Linked DNA regions of Mus musculus: region 2 is linked to region 1. Evidence: chromatin contacts called from public Micro-C data. All regions are on one chromosome and are shown on one strand. The core of a region is the stretch at or near the end of the contact, and the rest is flanking DNA. Distances in the headings are between cores, read along the strand shown. Region 1 has its middle 33 kb from the start of Exog. Region 2 holds the start of Xirp1 (xin actin-binding repeat containing 1).

Region 1 (3,748 bases), core at 451-2,950:
ACGTCCACAGGAGAGAGTTTCAAAAGAAACACCAGCAGGGCTCTGTGGTTAGGAGCCCTGACTGCTCTTCCCTGGGACCCAGGTTTGATCCCCAGACTCACAACTATCTGTAACTATAGTGAGGTTCCGGGGGATCTGACCTCTGTGGGCACCAGGCAAACATATGGTTTACATGCATGCATTCAGGCAAAGCATCTACATACATAAAATAACACAAGGAGCCTGAGGCTGCAGCCCCTCCACAGGACTGTACATGGTTGGATCTTCTCTCTCCCATGCTCCAGGGACACTAGCTACCCGCTCAGACTGGATCAGCATCTCCTATTGTTCTTGAAGCCAGCGCTTCGAGTCTTGGGAGTTCTTGATCTGTAGGGCCTTCCCCAGTTCCCTGAGGCTGTGAGAGAAGGCTTGTACCTAATAAAATGTCACAGCTGTCACCAGGCCAAATGGGGGTTAGGCTGGGGTCTGGGTGGCGGGTGACTCTATAAGGGGCAGATGCCAGCTCCTGTGTCAAGTGGGAAGGCATGCAGCCGGGAATCTCAGCCCTTGGCAGGGAGATGCTCCTGGACAGACGTCAGCTCTCACCCCAGGGCCACGGCGTTGGCAGCAGCCCTGCCACATGTGGGCAGCCCTCCCTCCACCGGCAGCTCTGACAGCCACGAGACTCGGTGTCCAGGAGGTTGGGAGGGGCAGGGAGAAAGATGCCTGGGCCCTCCTAGAGGCAGAGGCCACAGTGAGGGAAGTGACCAAGGACAAGCCAAGGGTGTGACAGATCAGTATTGGACTCAGGGGATGTCCCTCCCCCTCCCCCTCCCCCCGCTGAGCCTTCCAACCCTGGCTGCTTCTCAGGATTGGTGCTGCCATAGTGCCTCTCTGCCCTGCCTCCAGTGCTCTGAGCACATATATCCTGTCCATTTAACACGCTAAAGGCTGCGGCTGACCAGGCCAGCCCGTTTGTTCGCAATTTTGTCTCCAGCCCTAGACCTGGTGCCCAGCGCCCAGCATGGATGATGTGTGAGGATGTTTGTAGAATCAGAAAACTTGAGCCAATCCACCCTGGTTTCACCTGGACCACTCCATCTGTGCCCTTCCTATCCTGGACCACTCTATCTGTACTCTTCCTGTCCCTGGGGTCTCCAGCCCTTTCCCTTCCCAGCATTCCTACCCTCTGCTGTTTTCCTGGAAGAAAGTTAAATGTGGGCCCATTTGGGATCATCACCTGGTTGGATTTACCTATATTCAAAATGCAAGGAATGAATCTCAGGCTTCCTTCTCCCAAACAGACTCGGGCCACAAGCCTCAGTATATCCCCAGGGACAGAGGTAGGCAGGGAGGACAGGGAGACTTCGAGTAGAGCGGGTACTGAGGGACTCTGCTCGGAAATGACAGTCAGTGGTTGACAGCTGTCCAGCAGGCGTGCTGAGCTGCAGGGTGTCTCGGAGACCTTTGGGCTGAACAGTTGGCACTGTTCTTCATGGCATCCCAGTCACCTTGAGCAACAGCAGTGAGACCTGCGGCAGCCTAAGCCCAGCACGGGTAATGACCACACTAGCAAGCACTTCCTCCTATGCCAGCTCACGGGGCTGGCATCCTGGGCAGCTGCCAGGCACCTGCTGCTGACAAGAAAAGACCCAGTATCCCAGCCTTTGTGGAGAGACGGGCCGGCTTGGATTCCTGAGAAACGTGTGAGGTCCCAGGAGAAGCCCTTGCCAGGATGTGGGCTGACTGGCCAGTGGTATGTCCTGTCCTCCTGTCTGTCCCAACCTATGCCTGGCTGTGTGTGGGGGCACAGTGTAATGGGGCACACGTTGTGATGTGGGTGTGAGCAGATCAGGGCTAGGCTTGCCACCAGGATTTGTCTTTAAGACCACTTTTCTGTGGGAATCATCTACCTGCTCACCCTGTCAGGGTGAGACCTGTGGACAGCCAGAGTCAGTCCCCTTCTATGGGTAGGGCTGTGGAGACACCCCAAGGTGGTGTAAGTGAGGAGGGCTAGCCCAAGAGAAGAGGCCAGTTCAGCAGCTCTAACTGAGCCTCCTCATCCTGTACCAATCCATCATGTTTACAGCCTTCACTCCAGACAGGAGGCAAGGAAATGACAAAGGCAGCAGGGCCATAAACAAAAGCGTAATGGAATCACCAGGATGCACAGCCCATGCCGAGCCCAGAGCCAGGAGCAGGGCTGACCCATGCCTCCCACTGCCTCTGCCTTGACCACTAAACGGTGCCCACGGGGGTGCCTGGCCGGATTACCAGCTTCCCAGGCCAAAAAACCTTGATGTCATCCTTCCCTCCACTTTTTCCCTCACACTCCGTATCCAATCCGGCAGGAAATCCTGTTGGCGCTGCCTTCAGAACACATCCCAAGGCCAGCCGGTTCTCAACACCTCCCCTCCGAGGCCACCTCTGTGCTCTGAGTACCTTCCCTCCGCTCTAACTAGTTCTTGTTCCTAAGTGTTCTTAGCACATCCGTCAGTAGGGGAATCAGTTAACATGGCCTGCTCATACCCACGGCTCCACCAGAACTCTCTAAAACCCCCAGTCGTGGTCCCCGCCACCTCTCTGAATCCCCAACCCCCTCCCACCGCCGCAGCCTTTGGGTTTTTTTGTTTGTTTGTTTGTTTGTTTTTGTTTTGTTTTTTGTTTTTTTTTGTTTTTTTTCGAGACAGGGTTTCTCTGTGTAGCCCTGGCTGCTGTCCTGGAACTCACTCTGTAGACCAAGCTGGCCTCGAACTCAGAAATCCGCCTGCCTCTGCCTCCCAAGTGCTGGGATTAAAGGCGTGCGCCACCACTGCCCGGGAGATCCAGTTTTCAAGTCAGATTTATTTAGGGAGGTATAATTTGCACACAATAAAAGTCGCCCCTTTAAACATTTTTTTTTCTTTTCCTTTACTTAATGAGTGTGTGCAGAAGCCCATCTGGAGGTCAGAGGTCAGCTGGAAGTCAGAGGACAACCTGCAGGTCATCAAACTGACATCACCCAGCTTGGCAGCAAGCACCCCTACCAAGGCCTCCTACTAGCCCTCCCATTCTGGGTTGTACCAGTTTTTACCTGTTCTGGTGGGCCTAACCCTCATTCACTTGCTTGTTTGGGAGACAGGGTCTCACTATAGAGCCCAGGCTGGCCTCAACCCCATCTGCCTCTGCCTCTCTGCCTCTCTGCCTCTCCTCTGCCTCTCTGCCTCTCTGCCTCTCCTCTGCCTCTGCCTCTCTCTCTGCCTCTCCTCTACCTCTCTGCCTCTCCTCTGCCTCTCTGCCTCTCTCTCTGCCTCTCCTCTACCTCTCTGCCTCTCCTCTGCCTCTGTCTCTCCTCTGCCTCTCTGCCTCTCCTCCACCTCTCTGCCTCTCCTCTGCCTCTCTCTCTGCCTCTCCTCTACCTCTCTGCCTCTCCTCTGCCTCTCCTCTGCCTCTCTGCCTCTCTGCCTCTCCGCCTCTCCTCTACCTCTCTGCCTCTCTGCCTCTCTGCCTCTCCTCTGCCTCTCTGCCTCTCTGCCTCTCTGCCTCTCCGCCTCTGCCTCTGCCTCCCAGGTGCTGGTATCAAAGGGGTGCAGCACTCATATCTTAAATGGTTTGGTTCAGTTCAGTTCGGTTCGGCAGGGTTTTTTCTGGGGTTATGGTTTGTATCTCAGACGTTTTAACTTCATTTTCCTCAGTGGCTAATGACTGAGTTTTGTTGTGTGCAGTGATTCAGTGATTGGCTGCTTTTCTGCTACCACTCTTTCTTTTTTTTTTTTTTTTGGTTTTTCGA
Region 2 (3,748 bases), core at 450-2,949, 550 kb before region 1:
TGGGGATTGAACTCAGGTCATCAGCCTTGGTGGCCAGTGCCTTCAGCAGCTGAGCCATCACCCCACCCCACGCTATGTTTTTCTTATAAAGAGTGGGCAGTTTAATAACACACACTACATGGTCAGCACTCTCCACAGCCATTTTCATGTGATAATTCATTCAGTGCTCAAAGTCACCCAGGGAGGCCTTCGCTGCTGGTTGTAGATGTTCCTGCTTCCTCTGGGACACCCTGTGAGAGGGAGGCTCTGCCACTTCTGTCCCTGCCAGGGACAACCAGGATTCTGGAGCAGAGGATGAGGACAGGGGGGTAGGGCATCCAAGATGCACCTCCCAGGCCCAAGCTGACAGCAGGATGGTATTGACACCATGGACAAGGTTCACAACGCACCTGTCATCACCCCTGGCATCTGAAGGCACATGTAATTCAGAAGGAAGACCGGACACTCACACCCAGGGAGGAGCCTGGTTTCCCACCTGTTGCCTGTGCCCTGGGCTACTCGATGTCTGACCCTACCCGCCCTTGGGGGTTGGAGGTGAGGTGGTGCAGAGTCAATGACAGACTCCAGAACAGGTGAGAAAGGCTGCAGCAAGCTCTCTCTATGCTGCTCTAAGCTCCTTTAATACCCTCCACCCATGCCCCATTGGTACCAAGAAAGCGTCTCTCCTAAACAGCAGAACCTGATTGGCTGGCATTGTCTGCACCAGCAGACAACTATCTCTCAGGCAGTCCTCAATTAGGTCCTCCTGCAGGAGATGCTTTTGTGGCTCTGCGGCCCGCAGGGTTTACATAAAGGCGGTGCCATTCCTGCTACACCCACCTGGGACAAAAGCCACTTCCGTATTTTCTGTGGCATCTCTCCACACCAGCCTTAGCGCCAAGTAAGTGACGAAGCCTGCCAGGTCCCCCGGGGCTCCGTGTGACTGAGGAAGAGACAGGTGCACAGTCTGTCACTCCATCTGTGACCACGAAGATGATGACTCCAGGGTCAGAAATAACTCCACAGTCAGTTACCATGTGTAGGTCCTCCCAGCCATTCCCAGAGAGTCTGGGCCGTGAGTCAGAGGGAAGAGTCTAGAAGGAGCCATGGACCCAGATCACTGGGCTGGGACACCATGCATTCAGCCTTCAGATCTTTTGATAAATTAAGGGCCTGTTCCTTCAGAAATCTCGCTCACCCCCAAGTTTACTTCCCTCATAGCTTCAAAGACCTGGACTGTGGAGCTAGGGTAAGAATAGACGGGAGACAAGGCCAGCTTTGTTTTTGCACGGAGAGAAACAGAGGTTGAGCCTTTTACATGAAGGTGACTCTGGTAGTGAGAAGCCTGGTCCTGCACTCAGGGAGATGCTGGGCTTTGGGCTCGGTGGACCATGTGTGGTAACAATAGCTCAGCATAGAGAGAGAGGGCCTGCGGGATGAGAGGACAGGGTCACCCACACGTCAAGTGTCCCCCTATTCATCTCCTCAAAATAACCTAGATGTCTCCATCCAGGACTGAGTCACCCACCCCAGTCCTCCGGGCAGACTTGGGTTGAATGGGACTCCTCCTCCACCCTAGCCCTCCCTAGCCCAGAGGAATTGTAACTGATTCCCCAGGATGGAAAAGTGACTTCCACGAGCCCTAAAAATAACCGGACCACTTAATACTCCGAACATAGCCTCTCCCCCGCCCCCACCCTCACCCACCCCTAGCCGGCCAGATAAAGGCAGCTGCCTGGTTGGCAGAGAACGGAGACCTAGAGCCAAGGTAGAGAGAGGCAGGGGACCCAGGAACAGAACAGAACTGACAACAAAGAATCCCGGCAGAGCGACAGACCCCAAGGCTAGACACCCAAAAGCACCCAGACACCAGCCAGACCCTTGGTGAGTACCCTCCCCTCTTGTGTTATAGGCTAGGCTACCGCTCTACTCCGTGGCCCTCTGGACCTTGCAGCGTGGGTGTCAGGAGGGAGTCTAGCGGTAGCGGGGAAGGTGTGGAGAGGATGTGGTACAGGTGTACAGGCCCTCAGCGAGGAAAGCCACCAGGACTTATCTCTAGAAGGTAGCAAGTGTTTGTATGTGGTCAGAAGTTGCTGTGGCTACCTCAGGCGGGCCCAAGAAACAGATTCATTCTGATCTAGTATCATCGAGAGGTAGTTTCACTTGGTAGCCGGGAGCTTTGTGTTGTTTTTAATTTTTAAATTACAGTTTTGTTTATTTTGTGTGCATGTGAGTGGGTCCATGTGTCGTGGTGAAAGTGTAGGGGTCAGAGTACATTGTTTCTCTTTGACCATGTGTATGACACATGATAAAAACAGGACTGGAAATAACAGGTCCTCAGAAATAACAGGACGTACCTGTACCACTGGCCCATCATTCTGGCCTGGAGTTCTGATTGTTTTCTGTTTTGTTTGAGACAGGATTTCTCAGTGTAGCCCTGGCTGTCCTGGAACTCGATTCGTAGACCAGGCTGGCCTCGAACTCAGAGATCCACCTGCCTCTGCCTCCAGAGTGCTGGGATTAAAGGTGTACGCCATCACCGCCAAGCAGAAGTTTTGATTTTTCAGATGCAGCTATGAGCCCGGGACATAGCTCAGCTGGTTATGTGCTTGCATAGCATGCACAAAGCCCTGGGTCCACCAAATAAAACCAGAAAAGATGCTGCATGTTTGTAATCTGTGTCAGGAGGGTCTGAGGTCCAAGGTCATCCTCAACTACTCGCTAAGTCCGAGGCCAACCTGAACTGGGTGAGACTCTGTCTGAAAAAGAGATAAAAATGCTGAAGGCCAGAGACCCAGGACAGCCAGAGCCAAACCATGGCCCAGGGCAAGCCCAGTCCCCAGCTATTGCTGGTCACGGTCTTAGCATAACCGGCCCCAGCAAGCAATGTTGTGCCCAGGCTAGCCTGTGAGTAACTTCCCTCCTGAGGCAGCTTTGGTAGAATGACTTTGTCCCATGGGGACATCCTCCAGCTAAGCCTGGGGTGACTCAGGATGGAGAGATCAGATCTGAATGTGCCCAATGGTAGGCATCTAGAGCAGGCTGGTGCCTAAGAGGGTCCGAGGTGGAGGTGGGTGGTCCTGACTTGCTGGCAGTGCTGAGTGACTGTCTCGGCATAGGGGACCTGCTCATGGACAGTTTTTGAAATTACTATACCCTAAACCTGCCCCCCCAAACCTGCCCTCAGAAGTCTCAGGCCAGATGAGAGTGGAGCCGGGAAGCCTGAAAGCCTGCCGCAGCCTTTTCTGAGACCTCAGCTGAGCCTCCATGGGCAGCCCCTGTCCCCTTGCTGGGTTTCTGTATCCCCTAACAACAGGCCATTAGATTCTTTGGCCTCTGTGACCCTAGCAAGGATTCTGGGGATCCCTGGGAGTCTGAGCTGGGGACAGCTGGCAGTCTGTATAGGAAATCTTCCCAGGCCACTCTCATGGTGACTAGATAGAGCAGAAGTGGGGACAGGCATGGGTTTGTGTGTGGTCTCCTACACAGAGCTCAGAGACAAGAGGGACCACCCTGAGGTTTTGCTTGGGGCTCCATAAGGGGATATCAGATCTTGCTTCCTCATATCCTCAGTGGAGAGGCCAGAGAGGGAGTGGGGCAAAAACTCTCCCTTCTCCTCCTTCTGAGGTAGGAGGTCAGGAGGACAAGAGGTCAGGAATATGCTCTGTCCCTTGTCACCAGCGTCCCTGCTTTGCCGCACATCCTCGGATGCCTTTGGGCAATTGGTATCTGCAGGTTGGCCTACAGGGCAAATACCTTGGTACTTCAC

The links. A called contact is a pair of places that touch in the nucleus more often than the background predicts.
Region 2: a Micro-C map of muscle stem cells shows a contact between it and region 1, with 6 times the contacts expected there. The contact joins the promoter of Xirp1 here to the enhancer-like site in region 1. A contact is called at or near these places in 1 of 39 promoter capture datasets (embryonic stem cells), 3 of 484 Hi-C or Micro-C datasets (the G1E-ER4 cell line, cerebellum and muscle stem cells) and 2 of 115 datasets of contacts at active chromatin or transcription factors (cardiomyocytes and heart atrium).

What each region holds. Positions count from the first base shown.
Region 1 is chr9:119,476,328-119,480,075 of GRCm38.p6, reverse strand. No RefSeq gene overlaps it. Among named protein-coding and RNA genes, the nearest start is that of Exog, 33 kb to the right of the region's middle. Within about 2 kb of position 1,700, at least 50 of the 459 cell types and tissues checked have an H3K27ac peak or open chromatin away from gene starts, as enhancers often do. A contact at or near this core is called in cardiomyocytes, heart atrium and muscle stem cells, where this site is marked.
Region 2 is chr9:120,021,549-120,025,296 of GRCm38.p6, reverse strand. Xirp1 (xin actin-binding repeat containing 1) reads left to right here and starts at 1,699. Exons shown (of 3, transcript NM_011724.3): 1 at 1,699-1,863.